Regions from separate parts of the Danio rerio genome. Here region 2 is linked to region 1. Evidence: chromatin contacts called from public Micro-C data. All regions are on one chromosome and are shown on one strand. The core of a region is the stretch at or near the end of the contact, and the rest is flanking DNA. Distances in the headings are between cores, read along the strand shown. Region 1 holds the start of kctd12.1 (potassium channel tetramerisation domain containing 12.1). Region 2 holds the start of c9h2orf80 (chromosome 9 C2orf80 homolog).

Evidence for each region. A called contact is a pair of places that touch in the nucleus more often than the background predicts.
Region 2: a contact with region 1 is called in a Micro-C map of caudal fin, with 5 times the contacts expected there. The contact joins the promoter of c9h2orf80 here to the promoter of kctd12.1 in region 1. A contact is called at or near these places in 4 of 18 Hi-C or Micro-C datasets (caudal fin, embryo, hematopoietic stem cells and 1 more) and 3 of 4 datasets of contacts at active chromatin or transcription factors (caudal fin, embryo and gastrula embryo).

What each region holds. Positions count from the first base shown.
Region 1 is chr9:23,454,928-23,462,601 of GRCz12tu, forward strand. kctd12.1 (potassium channel tetramerisation domain containing 12.1) reads left to right here and starts at 4,991. Exons shown (of 1, transcript NM_194405.2): 1 at 4,991-6,858. The coding sequence starts at 5,053. The coding sequence ends at 5,919.
Region 2 is chr9:23,595,355-23,603,028 of GRCz12tu, forward strand. It overlaps c9h2orf80 (chromosome 9 C2orf80 homolog), which reads left to right and starts at 4,722. Exons shown (of 10, transcript XM_073912616.1): 1 at 4,722-4,829; 2 at 5,097-5,164; 3 at 5,286-5,348; 4 at 5,478-5,559; 5 at 5,714-5,793; 6 at 6,113-6,203; 7 at 6,279-6,356; 8 at 6,603-6,691; 9 at 6,799-6,905; 10 at 7,041-7,264. The coding sequence starts at 5,308. The coding sequence ends at 6,835. sgo2 (shugoshin 2) reads left to right here. Exons shown (of 8, transcript NM_001123299.1): 6 at 495-2,399; 7 at 3,990-4,095; 8 at 4,194-4,773. The coding sequence ends at 4,293.

The DNA of each region.
Region 1 (7,674 bases), core at 3,741-6,240:
TATTAGAACATGCTAACTCAGTTTAATAAGTCACAATTTACTAAAAACATTGTCATGTCTAAGTAATCCTATGATGTTTTTCAGTGTGACATTGCTTCTGAATTTCGTATAAAGTGTTTTCATTTTGCATAAAATGAGAGTTGGCCAGAATTACAAATATTTTCAATTCATGTGATTAAATTAGATTATAACTGCAAATATTGCTTTCTTAACAACTTTGAAGTTACGAACTGTTCTTGTGTTGTCTGAAAACATTTAAAAAAAAAATTGACATTTGCTATGACAAGATTTTCACTTTTAAATTTATAAGAAATGTCATCAGCAGTTTTCTGAACAAAACAGATGTTTTTTTTAAACAATAAATCGTGAATCTAGAAACTGAGGATCTCAGGATGTGTTTTTTTACACATCTATATGTAATATAATTTTTTTAATGTATTTTACATAAATCTATGTAGAGGTTGTAAACTCCAGAAGTTCACTGTCCTTACATTAAACGTATTCTGCTTAGATGCTTTGGACTGTATAATCAGTTGATATCATATTAGAATATGAGCTCACATTTCCTGATCTCTTGAATCTGCAGTAAGTGTATCTCTCCAGCATTTGTGAAATCTGGAAATTCTTTTGCTATTGCGTATTAGAGTTTAAAGAGTACGTTCTGTTGGTCATTGCTTCCTCATAGTCACATGAGTTTGGCTCCTGTAAACTGAAAGAAATAGATGATTCAATGCATTTAATGTAAAAATCAAAAGTTTAAAATAGTTTAAGTTTTGCATATCATGTTTGTTCAAAGGGAAATGTTTAAAGATTAAATTATGTATTTTGATGCTGCACAATAAAACTGTATCAATAAATAGTATTATTTATACAGTATTATTTAATAGTATTATTTAAATATCAGTTAAGACTGATATTTTTGATGAACTCAACTCATTTCAGCTTACTGATGTACTCTTAAACTGAACTGGGTGTAAAATACACTCTAGGACTGTGTTCAGGTGCACAATGTGTGATCGATGCTTAAGAATTAAAGTGATTCACCAAAAGAAAATGAAAATTCTGTCATAATTTACTCACTCTTGACTTGAGTTTATTTTCTTCTTTTTTTCTGTTAAGTACAAAATATTTTCTAAAGAATAATGGAAACCGTAGGAAGCGTGAGACCACTTTTGTGGAGCACTCAAGACCAGGAGGTATAATACTCAATCACTTTGATGAGAGACATTGATTGAGGGATTTTATAATGACCAAAACTAAATTTCAGATGTCTTACAATGCGGTCTGTCCACTGGCTAGTCCATTAATGCTGATGCATCATGCCTATATTTTGTTATCACGTGATCTGTTAAACAAAATCACATGACTTATTTGATGAGCAAATTAGGTGGAAACATACCTATTGACTTCCATAGGAAAAACAAATACTATGGAAGTCAATGGCTTTCGGTTTCCAGCATTCTACAACATACTTTCTCGTGTTCAACAGAACAACACAACAAAAATAAAAAAAATAAAAACATCAACTAGTTTGGAACAAATCAAGAATGAGTAAATGATGACAAAACTGTCATTTTTGGGTGAACATACACTCATCCAGCTCCAGTTACACCTGATTAACAAATGATGGTTAAAACAATTGTCTATCCAAACAATATACACATAGCAAGGCGCCAGCTCAGTTCTCTTTTAGGGATCATGGAATGTCCAAGATTATCTGCTGAAGTTCAAAACAGATCATCAAAATAGGGAAGAACCACCAGTGTGGCCAGATTGGCTGCTCTGAGTAATTCAGAAACTGAAACTCCTGCACAGAACGATTTCTAGGGTTTACAGACAATAATCTGTGAAAGAAATGATATCCAGTGTGAGAGGAAGTGCTGAAGGCAAAAAATGTCTTGTGAAATTTAGAGGTCAGAGAAGAATGACCAGACAAAAGTCAAGCTGAAAGAAAGTAGCTCAAATAACTTCTTGTTAGAAAGGAGGCACAACAGTGAACTGTGAAGCAGATGAGCTCCAGCAGCAGAAGCACAAGAGCACAGCAACGACACTCAGCAAAGAAATCATATAAAATTAGAAGTTTTTTCTGGTCTGATGAAGCTGGATTTCTGCTGCAGCATTTGGCTGGTTGAAAATAAAACATACAAATATGTCATATAGTAAAAATTGTGATTCAGTGTAATGTTCATACATTTATGTTATATTCTTAAATAAACATAAATTGGCTTTCTTGGAATGTACAAATAAGTGTTGTTGTCTTAAACTGTAAAATGTTTCATTGAATTAACTTCATTGAGTTTCCCAGAGTTTGTGATTCATTGGTGTTTTCTGTGTATTTATGCTTCAATTTATGAAGCCTTGACCCTTTACTCACAAATATTATGTTGAAAAGAATAACAAAGCAACTTTTATTGACATTTTTGGTAGTTAGAAACAACACATTGTGCATTTCTGATTATGTAAATTAGGTTTCAAAATGGTTCGTATAAGCTATAGTATTTTTGTGTGGCGCTATTTTACAGTTTTTTAATTATTATTATTATTTTTTTACATTTTATTATCTACAGTGCTCAGCATAAGACCACCCCTCACAAATCTATCTTTTAAATTCAGATGTTTAATAGGAAGCAGTACAATATTATATTTGTGCATATACATTAGATTAGTCAGTACTGAAGCCAAATCTGGAGCTTATCTAACAAAATAACTTCTAACAGTCCAGAAACTAGTAAAGGCAAATTTATATGTTATGGAAAAATAATAAATACACATAAAAAAGAGGAAAAATCAAGAGAAGCAAAAAATGAAAGTTTAGTTGAAATTTTGCATTTTTTTGCAATATTTTGTTTGAATTTAATTGTGTTATCTTTCAATTTCAAAATTGTTTGGTGAACAAAAATATTATTTTATTAAATATATCTGTTTAATAAATCAGTTTTGTTTAAATACACCAAAATACATTGCCTATATTCACAAAAAAAAAAGGATAAAATATTCATTTTCTAAATGGGGTGTACTCAATTATGCTGAGCACTATTTTATCATACAATATTTTGAATATTGCTACTAAAAAGTCAGTAGGCTGCCTAAATGTTGCTTTGTTAATCTGTAGAATTAAATTGTCACCACTCAAATTTGTAGGAGCACAGATCATAGTCCTGGTATACACTTCAGAAGTGTAAAAAAAGAAAAACACCTGTGAATCGCAAAGGTACTTTTTAAAAATGTTGTGATTGATCGAAGTATCCAGGAAACATATGCAGCTTGTTAGAAGTCATACATTCAGTGTAACAAGGTCAATTAATCATTCTGAAATTATATCGGCCTTAAATAGTGACCATGTGGTTCTGAAGAAAAGTTTTTACTCTTAAATATTAGGTAGTTTCAACTTTTCATGGTGTGGTAACGTTACAAATGCTCATTACTCAGTAAAATGCCATAAAAATAATTATTGTTAAACAAATAAATAAATAAATGCAAACGGCAGGCCTTGTTGTAGGAGCTGAGCCTCCCTCCTTCTGGGAGATCTACACCAGGCAGTGCATGAGGTAAGACAAGAGAATCATCAGCAACGCACACCCAAGCCACAGACTTTTCTGAACTTTTCTACTTCTGGTCATGCAGCCAACTGAAGGAAAGCTTCTACCCACAATTAGGCTGATGAACACAACACACCTCGCACAAACTTTTTCCATACCCCTCACTGCATACCATTAAAATGTAGCATGCACTGCACTTTACCCAATCCTTACCTTAAAACAATATTGCCTACAACAATGACACACTATGTGTACACCTTTTTGACTGTGTACTCGTCCATCTGTGCCCATTTGTGTGCTTTACCTAATGAATTTATTGTCTTTTACGTATCTGTCAACACTGCTTATAGTATATTGTTTTTTTTTTTGAAGTATGTTGTAGTATTTTGCAATGTCTGGAGCCAGCACTTGGGCTTTTTACTCATCAGCAGTGGTGGATTTAGTGAATTGGGGGCCCTAAGCAATTCCCGCCATGGGGCCCAAAAGTTATAAAATGCATCTTTGCTATTTTCATTTATTTTTAATTTATTTATTTTGCACTTTTTTTTCTTATATCACTGCTTTTCTACATTTTGTTTTGATGCAAAACAAAAATAACAAAATGCTAAGCACCTTGTCAAACTTTTAAATTAATTAGTTTTCTTAAAATTAATTTACAAATAAAAATTTCATATAAACTACACTGAAAAAAAATATTCAAATATGATTCCTTGGATTTACAATTTTTTTTTAAGTTAAGTGGTTGTAAAAATTAATTTTAGCTAAATTTAAACAAACAAATTAAGTTTACTATTAACAAATTAACAATACTTAATTTAATGTGTTTGTTTAAATTCAACAAGGTAAGCGGCCGCTTACCTTGCTTAATGGTTAAATCCGCCCTTGGTCATAGTAGCCTACATGTGCCGCTGCTGCTGATTTGACAATAAAAGTGAATTGATTTAAAATGAATACAAACGTTTGCTGGCCAACTTGACGGCAGATTGGTAGCTGGTTGATAAAAGCCTGTAATAAAAGCAGTCACTCAGGCTCATGTTGTATCAGATCTAAACGTTTGCTAATCCTGTTAATAAATTACTTTTATAAGCGTTTTACTAGTAACCTACGTTTAACTGTGAAGTTTGGTAGCCGCAACTCTCACGTTCTACCACCAGATGTCGCTATTCTCTTTATCAAAAGGCACAAGAGAAATGTCAATTCTGTAATTAACTGTTTTCACCCACTGCGTGATAGATATGGGGGATATTTCGTTTATCCGTATATTTTTCCGCCATCTTATTATCTACATTTAGCATCCTTACACTTTTGTTGCATGAGATACACTAGCATCCGATCTTTGACAGCAGGAGGCATGCAAGCTGTTGGTCTCATTTTGTCAATAAAGCGTTAACATCGTTCGTCTTCTCTCCCCTCCCACAGCCTATTTAAACAAACATCTGCCCTTATCCCGAGCCTTTGGGAAGCCCTTTGCGCACAATCGCGAGTGACTGGCATCTTCAGCAGAGGAGACGCGATGGCTTTGGCAGACCCCGAGTGTGGAATATCAAACGGCGCTGATTCCGCGTCTCCGTTTTCCGTCATTATCGAACTTAACGTGGGAGGACAGGTGTATGTAACGCGGCACACCACTTTAATAGCCGTACCGGACTCTCTGCTGTGGAACATGTTCAGTAAGAAAACACCGGCTGAGCTGGCGCGGGACAGCAAAGGTCGTTTTTTTCTGGACCGGGACGGCTTTCTTTTCCGCTACATTTTAGACTACCTACGGGATCTAAACCTGGTTCTGCCGGACTATTTTCCAGAGAAAAGTAGATTACAGAGAGAGGCTGAGTTCTTTCAGCTGCGGGACCTTAGCAAGCTCTTGAGTCCCAAAATGAGTAAAGACAACTCCATCACTGACGAGATCTGCCAGAGTGACTCGGAGGAGCCGAGCGCGAGCGCGACTCCGGTGGTCGGACCCGAGACTTCTCGCACTCTGTCCGTCGCCAGCAGCGCACATTCTCCCTCCCTGGAGTCCAGAAAGTCTGGGTACATCACGGTTGGTTACCGAGGCTCGTACACAATGGGAAGAGACATACAGACAGACGCCAAATTCAGGCGGGTCGCGCGGATCACGGTTTGCGGGAAGACTTCTTTGGCAAAGGAGGTGTTTGGAGACACATTGAACGAAAGCAGAGACCCGGACCGGCCCCCAGAGAGGTACACCTCGCGCTATTATCTGAAATATAATTTCCTCGAACAGGCGTTTGACAAACTGTCAGAGTTTGGCTTCCAGATGGTCGCGTGCAGCTCCACGGGCACGTGCGCGTACTCCAGCAGCGACCCAAACGAGGACAAAGTCTGGACAAGCTACACAGAGTATGTTTTCTGTCGAGAATGAGCCAAAAGCGCTTTATTTAAGAGAGAGAGCGTGTGTACATAGGCGTCCTACTACGAGAGTGAAATTTTATCCGGTTAGGAGATGTGTATTGGAGTTTTCCTTCATTCACACAAAGCAAATATCTAGTTGTTTCCATAGAATTTTTAATGGCTGACTATAGGTATTGTTAGAAATAACAAACGCAGAATAACTTACTATCTCAGCACTTCCATTCAGAAATTCATAATTTCATTTTGTTTGCAGATAAAGATTTTTGTAAGTCAGATTCAAGGGCCTATTTGTAAAAAGATTCCCAGATGTGTTTTGTACTCGTTATTCTTTATGCATGCATCAACAAATGCTTCATCCGAACACTGCATAGAGAGCAGATTTGTAAGATTTTGATGAATGCTCTTAATGATATTTTTGTTACTGGGTGAATGATTTAAAAGATGATTCCACTTTAAGGAAAATCCATTTACTGAATCATTAAGCAACCATCTGGAAAGAGTTTGACATTCATCACTGCTAGATCTCAATGAGGCTTTCCCCTTAAATTCTGGTTCATCTTTTCAAATAGCTTAAACAACAAAAAATAGAACTGCTGCCTTAATTTTTTGTTGTAAAATATAGTGGTGCCAAAGTTACCTGCAGTAATTCTTTGCACTTTTAGACTAATTTGCATTTCAACGTTACAGATTAAGAAATTTGAGTTGAATATCTTAATCGTGGAGTGGATGGAAACAATGACATTACAACTTTATTCTTTGGCAAGGCTTAAAAGCGCTTAAACCATTTTGTATTTTGCACACATTTTGCTTGGATGAAAAGTGGGAATTATTTGGTTTACCTTTTCTTCTCTATATTGCAACAAAGTGCTCCCTTTTACTCCAGCATTGTAAAGTGTCTCTGTTGTCTGTTCTAAGAGTTGATCATTCAATAAATTATAATCTGTCATAATCTTTCAGCATCAGCCTCATTTTTGTTTGTTTCCAGTGTGCCAGAGTGGCTGGAGGGCATAACAAGACGTGTAACCAGCTGCTGAACACCTTCTGCGTGCTCTCCTGTTTGGTGTAAATGCATCCCATGATTTTTGTGTTTCTTTTTAAAAAGACCTTACATAGAAAAGCAAAAATGCATGTTTGAGTTTAAATAGGGTAAAAGTTACAGATGTCAGAGCTCTAACACAAAACATTAGTCTTTCAGGGAGAAAATGAATTGCAGGGAAATAACTGGCATTAACAAATCAGTCCTCAAGCTTGCTTTTTGGACGGATGGAGTATTATTAACTGAGCTCTTGAGAGGTTTGGGGGTCAGCCAGAATATTTCAGTGGCCTGATCATGGATCATTGCCAATCCTAATGAATGCAATATACAATAGATCCCTTTCCGTTTTGTGTGACACGAATGTTGTTGAAATGCAGATGGCGCAGCTGTGCACAAATATAGGTGGCATTATCATTTCAAGTGTAAATAATGAAAGGATCCAGCTGCAAGGTTAGGGTTACAGAACGGGTCTCTCTGTTTGCATCCATTGATGAAATCTGTACACAAGTATATATCATTCATGTGTCATGTGTAACTGCTACACAATGTAAACTACAAACCAGTGTGTTTCAGTCATTTTATTCAAATAAATAAATCAGTGATAGTAGAATTCACGTGCCCTAAAGACTGGGGCCAAATTGTACCATGTTTACAAAGAAAAGAGGACATAGAACTGAACTAGGGCTGTGCGAAATTGGAAAGATCTGATATTGCGATATTTTATTTTTC
Region 2 (7,674 bases), core at 3,472-5,971, 140 kb after region 1:
TATGTTTGTTAGATTTTTTTGTAAACCAACAATGCTGTGTGTTACATTAGTTAAAACAGTCATTCTTTAAATAAATGTAACAGTGATTATTTAAAACAGTCAAAATTTGGTCATCCGTTTGGGAGAGCAAACAGTTAAAGTGTGATAGATAATTGACGCTTACTGACATATGCTGACCAAGGGCAGCAGAGACCTCATCAGGTTTTGTCAGATTAATGTTGGCTTTGGTTAGTGCCTGCTTTTGCCAGCTAAACATGCACACGTTGTTTTGCTGTGTTTTGCAATGTCTGAGAAATTACACATTGTAATCCTGTGTTGGTCAGTGTGTGGTGGTGCCGTGTGAATTGGCCTTTTTTTAAGTGTGGGTGATTGATATTATATCATCCTAATTTATGTAAACCAATGTTATGCACCTTTTAGATTACAGATAACACATTAAAAGTTTATGTGATTTTAATAATCTTGGTTTGCTTTTTGTCTGTTTTTTTTTTTAGGTCAGAATTTTGAAATGGAGAAAGAGGTTGAACGAGAGCCAAATAGACTAACATTGTGTCCACAACATCATAATAATGTTGAGTCTGAATCAGTGAATACTGCTATGGTCAAAGGAGCTACAGATAGTGATGCTCCCAACCAAAAGGAAGACAATTTAGCACTTCAAAACACCATAAATGACTCTAGAATGGATATTACCATGAGTGACAATCCTTCTGAAATTCTGACAGTGGAAACAAACGCAGGAACCTCTAGAGTTACAGATGAACATCAGATAAAGGAGAATGTGTGTCTGTCTGAAAAAGGTAGTGATGGTGTATCTGGAGTGGAAGACTCGCTAATTCAATTTTCATCAGATTATTCAATAGCTGTGCCAAAAGATATGACCACTGTGACACAGCAGTGCTCTACCACTGTTCAGAATGGCCAGGAAACAGAATTACTATCCGCTCGCAGGAAAACTCATATCACCTCTCGTTCTAAAAGGCGCACCTGTAAACCGAAAGAACCTAACCAAGATCTAAGAAAAACATATACAGTCTCCAAAGATCCTCCTAGTAATATTTTAAACGATTGTGGTAATGATCTTGAGCTTGAGAATTCTGAACCTTCGAGTAAAACGGTAAAAAACAAAGAAAAAGAGACTAATGACACCCATGAACCAAGAAGAACATTTGTAGTTCACGATGGGTTAAAATCTGAGAAGAGCAGGAGGACCAAAGTCTCAAAACCTATGATGGATCTCAGTTCATTGTTTGTGGATGAAAATGTGGAGTCTGCCATTAGTGTATGCTCAGAAGATCCAGGTACTGATAAGCATCTCAGTGAAGTCAAAACACACACAAATAAAACTCCAGCGCACCTGCTTTCTCAGTTTGAAAAGAACAATACACAGAAAAAGAGAGGAACTTATGTGATACAAACAAGTCACTCAATCAACAGGAGTTCAGCATTGACAGATTGCAATATATTTGATGATTCTAACAAAGCAAAAGGTTTACTGGAAGTAGTAGAAACCCAAACATCACCTCTAAATATTGGTTTAGATGTCACCGCACAACATTACAAGAAGCCAGAGCCTGTTTCTCATGACGGATCAAAGAAAAAAGCTTACAACAGGGAACATTTACAGGATTTGCAAATCGGTCTTGTAGAGGAAACCTCTGAATTTACATCAGTGCCGGGTAAAGCTAAGAAGCCTAGGAAAGAGGGAGCAGATAGAATTAAAGATCGGAATGTTCCAACAAAAGAAAAATCCAATTCATTAACAAAGAAACCAAAAAAATGTCCTGTGAATGTGGATGAAAATGTGTCCACCAGAAGTCCAGATGTGATTAGTCTTCAGAAAGCAGCTGAATGCAGGCCTTTGTCTAATGTTTTACTACCACCATGGAAATCTCATTGCTTAGCCGCAGAGGAGGATCTCCTAGATAATCACCATGCAGAAATGCCTGAAATAAGCTCTCCTTCATCTGTTGGCAAGGCTGATCAGACTGGCCATATCAACATGGATGTTCCTTACATAAGTCTGAATCAAACTAACCAAGAACAAGAGAGCAGATTCAGGAAAATGTATATGACTTCATCTTCTGACAATACGGCCTGTGAAGAAATGGCTGATGCTGCGTTTTCCATTTTTGAACAGGATCATCTCTCTAATAAAACAGATGTTTCTTCTGTAAAGAGCACTAGTCCATTTACCATGGATAAATATAATATGACTTTAGGCTGTTTTAGTGAGGACCTTCAGTTCACAGAAGAGAGACCTCCTTGGGAGGCCATTGAGGATTGCAGTGTGATGCTCTCAGATGAAAGCTGTGCTCACAGCCCTCAACCACAGACTAGAGTTCAGACTATCAACATTTATGAGGACCAGGACTCAAGCTTTAAGACTCAATTACCAGGTAAGTCTTATATGTTATTCTTTGATCGTTTAATACCTGGTTTGTTTGGAACACTTGCTTCAAAATTGAAAACAACCTTTTCTCTGTTAGTTTGGTTCATTTGGTCATAGGCAAACACTGAAATTTCGCTCAAGTTCACCTCAAAACAGTCACTCTTTAGCACATTAGTTATAATAGTTGAAAACCAAAGAGCACCTTTTTGTCTGAATATTATGTAATTGCTCTTGCTTAGATTGCAAGAATTCTCTTGCAATGCAGCAGTTAATTCGTGAACGAACAACCATATCTGTGTGTTCTAATGACAGGTAAAGATAAAGCCAGAATAAGCCATATGAACAAAATCATTCCTCATTCATGTTACTGAATGTGACAGAGGCATGCAGAGCAGTGCACTCACAAACAAGGGGACAATTTTACTCACATATGACATTTGAGTTTTGGTGGGCTTTTACATGTTAAAAAAGCTAAATTAATCAAAATAAATGGGAGCACTGTAACTTTAAACCCATGCTTTAAAGCAAATCAACATAAATAAGCATACATTTCTAAACCGCTGGGATTTTACTTCATATGTTACATCTATGTCAGTAGTTTACATCAGTAGATTGCAATTTAAATACGAATGTAATCGGGAAAAACTGTATATCGCTGAAAAGTTCCTAAATAGAAATCTTTTCACTTCTTCTTATTTTTGTTATTGTATATTTTTTATTGTAATTTAGGAAGAGTAAAAGATTTAAAGCTGGTAGAAACCTTTGTTATTTTCCATGGCTTGAGAATATATTTATTTCATACTGTGAAATTATGAAAAAATATGGTTTGTAAACTCAAGCTATTTTAAAGAAATAAAAAAAGATAAGGGGTGCCCTTGTATGGCCACCAACAAAGCTTGGATATCATCTTGCTGGCATCTATGGTACTTTTGATTTTCTGTCTGGTTTAGAGTAAAAACATACACTAATACTTTTTTCACATACTTTTTTTAATGATGAAAGTGATTCTTTTCATCAAGGCAGCATTTATAAAATGTAAAGAAAGGTAAATATTTATTAACATTTTAAATAACTGCTTTCTTATTGTATGTAGTTTTAAATGAAATCATTTCTACAGTCATTATTGCTTTTATTACTATTACCATTAATAATAATTATTATTATTAGAGTGATTTGTGAAGGATCATGCGAGTCTGAAGACTGAAGTAATGAAGCTGAAAATTCATCTTGAAAATCACTGAAATGATTAAATTAAACGATAAACTACTTTTGAGCAGGTATTTTATAGAGCAATAACTTTTTACAATTTGTACTGTATTTTTGATTAAATAAACGCAGCCTTGGTGAGCAGGAGAAGCTTATTTTAAAACATTTAAGAATCCTACTCACCTTAAACATTTGATTGGTTGTGTAAGTGATGAATACTAAAAAAACACTGCATTGAGAGCACAGGGATGAAAAGGGATGTTTTAGGAACTGAACATTTTCTATTTTTAATACAGATGCATAATCTTTTCACTTTTAAACTTCATCATTCTGATGTGGTTTTTGATGATAATTTTTTTAATATATATTTTTTTGTTTATACCTCAAACAGAAGAAGGAAGGGTAATGAAGAGTCTAACAAACACAGTTAATGCTGATTTAGGGAGACCGCGAAGACGAGCAACACCAGTCACCTACAAAGAGCCAAAAATCAACTGGTGAGTCGTCCTTCAATAGAACAGTATCAAAAAGTATAATATTTTTCATCCTTGATGCAGAATAATCATTTTTGTTAATTATTTATTTGTTTTTGCAGCAAAATGAGGCGAGGGGACAAGTACACTGATACACAATTCTTAAACTCTCCAGTGTTCAAAGATAAAAAGAAGAAAAAGAAGAAACTCATTTCGGAGTGATAAACCCCCCTGTCCCCATGACATGTTTTTTTTTTTAAGTTTGTCTTTTTATGTAATGAAAATGTTTAATAGTTTGATTTTAAAGTATTTTACCTGCAGCTGGTAATATTGCATTGGATCTCAGCTTTCCTTTTTTTGTGTATTTAGGAAACATTGTTTGAATTTTACATATTTATTTTAGTGTTTAATAAAGAGAATCTGCTCTATGTGTAGTTTAACATTGATTCTACGTTGTAGCTGTGCTACATTCCTGCTAATCGTATAAAAGTCAGTTGTGTTCAGGACCCTTTACAGCAGCTTTCATATACATGCTATTGAGCAGTTGTATCTGTGTGTTATGTAACCAAACACTGGCCGACAGCGTTAAAGTGATTGAAGGACTGAATTAATAATTTAGAGGACTGTTCACATGAGATGACTACAGTTCTGAGATCAAGTAGGAGTGTCTGTTCTACCAGTTTATGCTGTCTGAAAGCAGCCCGAACCCTCTCATGCGTAGTTCTCTTATTGTGCCAGAATCTGTGCTAGAATTTTAGGTAAGTCATCTTTGTATACAACTATGTGTATTTAGTATTCATGAGGCAGGTTGGTTTTCTGTTTGTACAGGTGAAGTGTGTTTTTGCATCAAGGTTAAAGTCGATGGATTATATTAAACTGTGGTCTTTTCTATACAGCATAAGTTCTTTTTAAAATGTATTCAGTGTTTGTAGAGCTTGTTTTTGTCATGCTTTAGGTGTTGGGTAATCTAACCCTTGTTTGTTTTATACCCTGTCAAATGTTCATCTAACTTTTCCTGTTAATAGGAAACAACTGAGCTTGGAGTTTTCTTCATGTGTTTAGTGTTGCCCCTGGCAAAGGATTAACCACTAAGGTGAACTTGTTAAACTTGTTTTATTTGCAATGTCCATTTCATATTCTCAGCAATCATTTTATAAGTGGATTTAAATTATTGTTTCAGACTGAGTTTAAATAAACACCTTCTTATTAATAAGTGTCTCAGCGAGAGTCTGAAATATGGAAGCCAAGCGAGTCAAGAGGGATGTTAAAACCTTGCTGTAAGTAGCCTAAAATGCATTGAGTTGAATCTAGATTAGTGAAATAGTTATTTTGTGAGGGCTTGTCTTTAAAATAATGTTTAAAACTTGTAACGACTACAGAAAGATATGTCTCCTAAACTCTTTTAGTGGTGAATATATTGGACGACGATTCAGAGAAGATAGTTTTGATCCAAAGGGGAAAAGCACTTCTACTATGTTGGATGATTTGGTAATTGATCCACATTAAAGGACCAGTACAATCTCTATGACTAGAACTTTTATTTATTTTATTTTTTTAAATGTTAAAATGTTATACAACGTCACAATAGAACATGTATGTATTGCTGATCATGTTCAGAATGAAACTTGTCTGATTAATTTAGGCACATTATGACTTGGCTATAAGTGTGGCTTTGTGGAGGCTCAATAAAGATGAAGGATTGAATACAGCTGATAATGATATGTGAGTAGAATACATTCTAATAGAAGACAGTCACTTTCGTTTACATAACTACTATACACCAGCATGATCAATTATTTATCCAAAGAAGATGTACCTTTAATGTACACAACTGATTAAAAAAAAACTTCACACAGAATTCTGGGAAGTCAGTTTATGGTTGTTCACCGTTTTTATTAATAAAAACTTTTAACCAAGTTACAGATTTTTTTAATGTATAATTTTTAAAGATTTTTTTTTTTACCACAGACATTTTATGGTGTATGTATGCAGTGCTTTTACAAATATTTGTGCCTCATTTGCCCATGAACTGTACTTGTAGAGGAAGTGCCAGTTTAGGACACTTTAGCCAGTATCCCAATCGCTTGGAAAGAGAAGCAATGATTCTTTCTTCCTTTGCTGGAATGCTTCTGGTAAGGTCAATAATAAGGGTAAAGAACCTGTTGCAATTTCTTTTGGTTTTTAACCAGGTTTCACCTCATTTTCAGAACAACTTACCATTAGAAGATATTCTGTTTCTGTACAATTGCAAACCATCTGCATCTTACCCTCATAATGATGCCAAGGTATGACATTTATCGTAGTTAATTTGAGCAAATGTTGGATGACAATTGGACCAATTAATATTCAATATGGAAAAAAGTCAAACCTGTGTTTAATAAATAAAATTTGTGAAAGCTGATTCATTTATGCATTAAATCAAAATGAACAAATAATTCAGTTAATTAACAACTAAGTTACTTTAAAAATTAAGTTAATTATCTATAATTATCTGTAAAAAGGAAATAACCACACAGCCTTTTCCTTAACAGGGCAACATCGTGCACCCGTTTTCCCTCTCTTATCATCCATTCGCCATGCTTAGTTCATTCAAAGCAGTGGACTGCTCAAAAAAAACACAGTATGTGACATTTTATATGAACCAAAATTCATAATATGGAAGCAATACTGATGAAAATATAGAGCGAACAAATGCTTTCTTTTTTCATCATTTTGTTTTGTTACCAGTCCAAGCTCTGAAACGCTGGATCAAGGAACAGGATAAGCAGCAGGTCTCTCCGGTGTCAGAAACATCGAAGTCCTCCTCCAGGTCCTCTTCAAGCTCCTCATTCAGTGTGAGTGTCAGTCAGTTGAGCCCTAATGCTTCCATTGAAAGCATTGAGAGCGTACTCATTGAAAAGTTGATAACTACTGCCATCAAGTGCTCAAACTGTGTACTGTAACTGTTGTACCTGTTTTGTCAAATACAGGACAGTGAAGAATCTTTAAAAGATGCAACTGCTCACTATGAAGGCTCACAAGAATCTCTGCAGGATTGAAAACAACAGCATGGTTTATTAAACACGCAGTCTTTACACATTTAAAGGGATAGTTCACCTCAACTTAAACTTTGAGTTTCTTTCTGCTGTTGAACACCAAAGTAGTTATTTTGAAAAATGCTGGTAGCTGGCACCCATTAAAGTCCACATAAACCGGAAGCTGCAATTGCTTTTATAAAAAAAAAAAAAAAAAAATATATATATATATATATATATATATATATATATATATATATATATATATATATATATATATGTATATATATATGTATTATTAAATAAGAAAATTAAATGAGCGTGGCTTGTTTTTATTCTACTGGGATCTGAATAGATGTACAGTAGTTAAGTAGGTGTTTCGTTCAAATGGGTTTTAGAAGAGGTATGACAACAACAAACACCTCCTCACCATTTCTGTTTGTCGTCAAAACTGACAACTGACTGTTGGAGGGGTGTGGTTACAGTATGTTAATAATGCCCAATACCTTAAACATTTTTCTTAATGACACGTTCAGATAAATTGTTTTACCACAAAACTATGTGAGCTAACAAACTCAATATGGCTAAT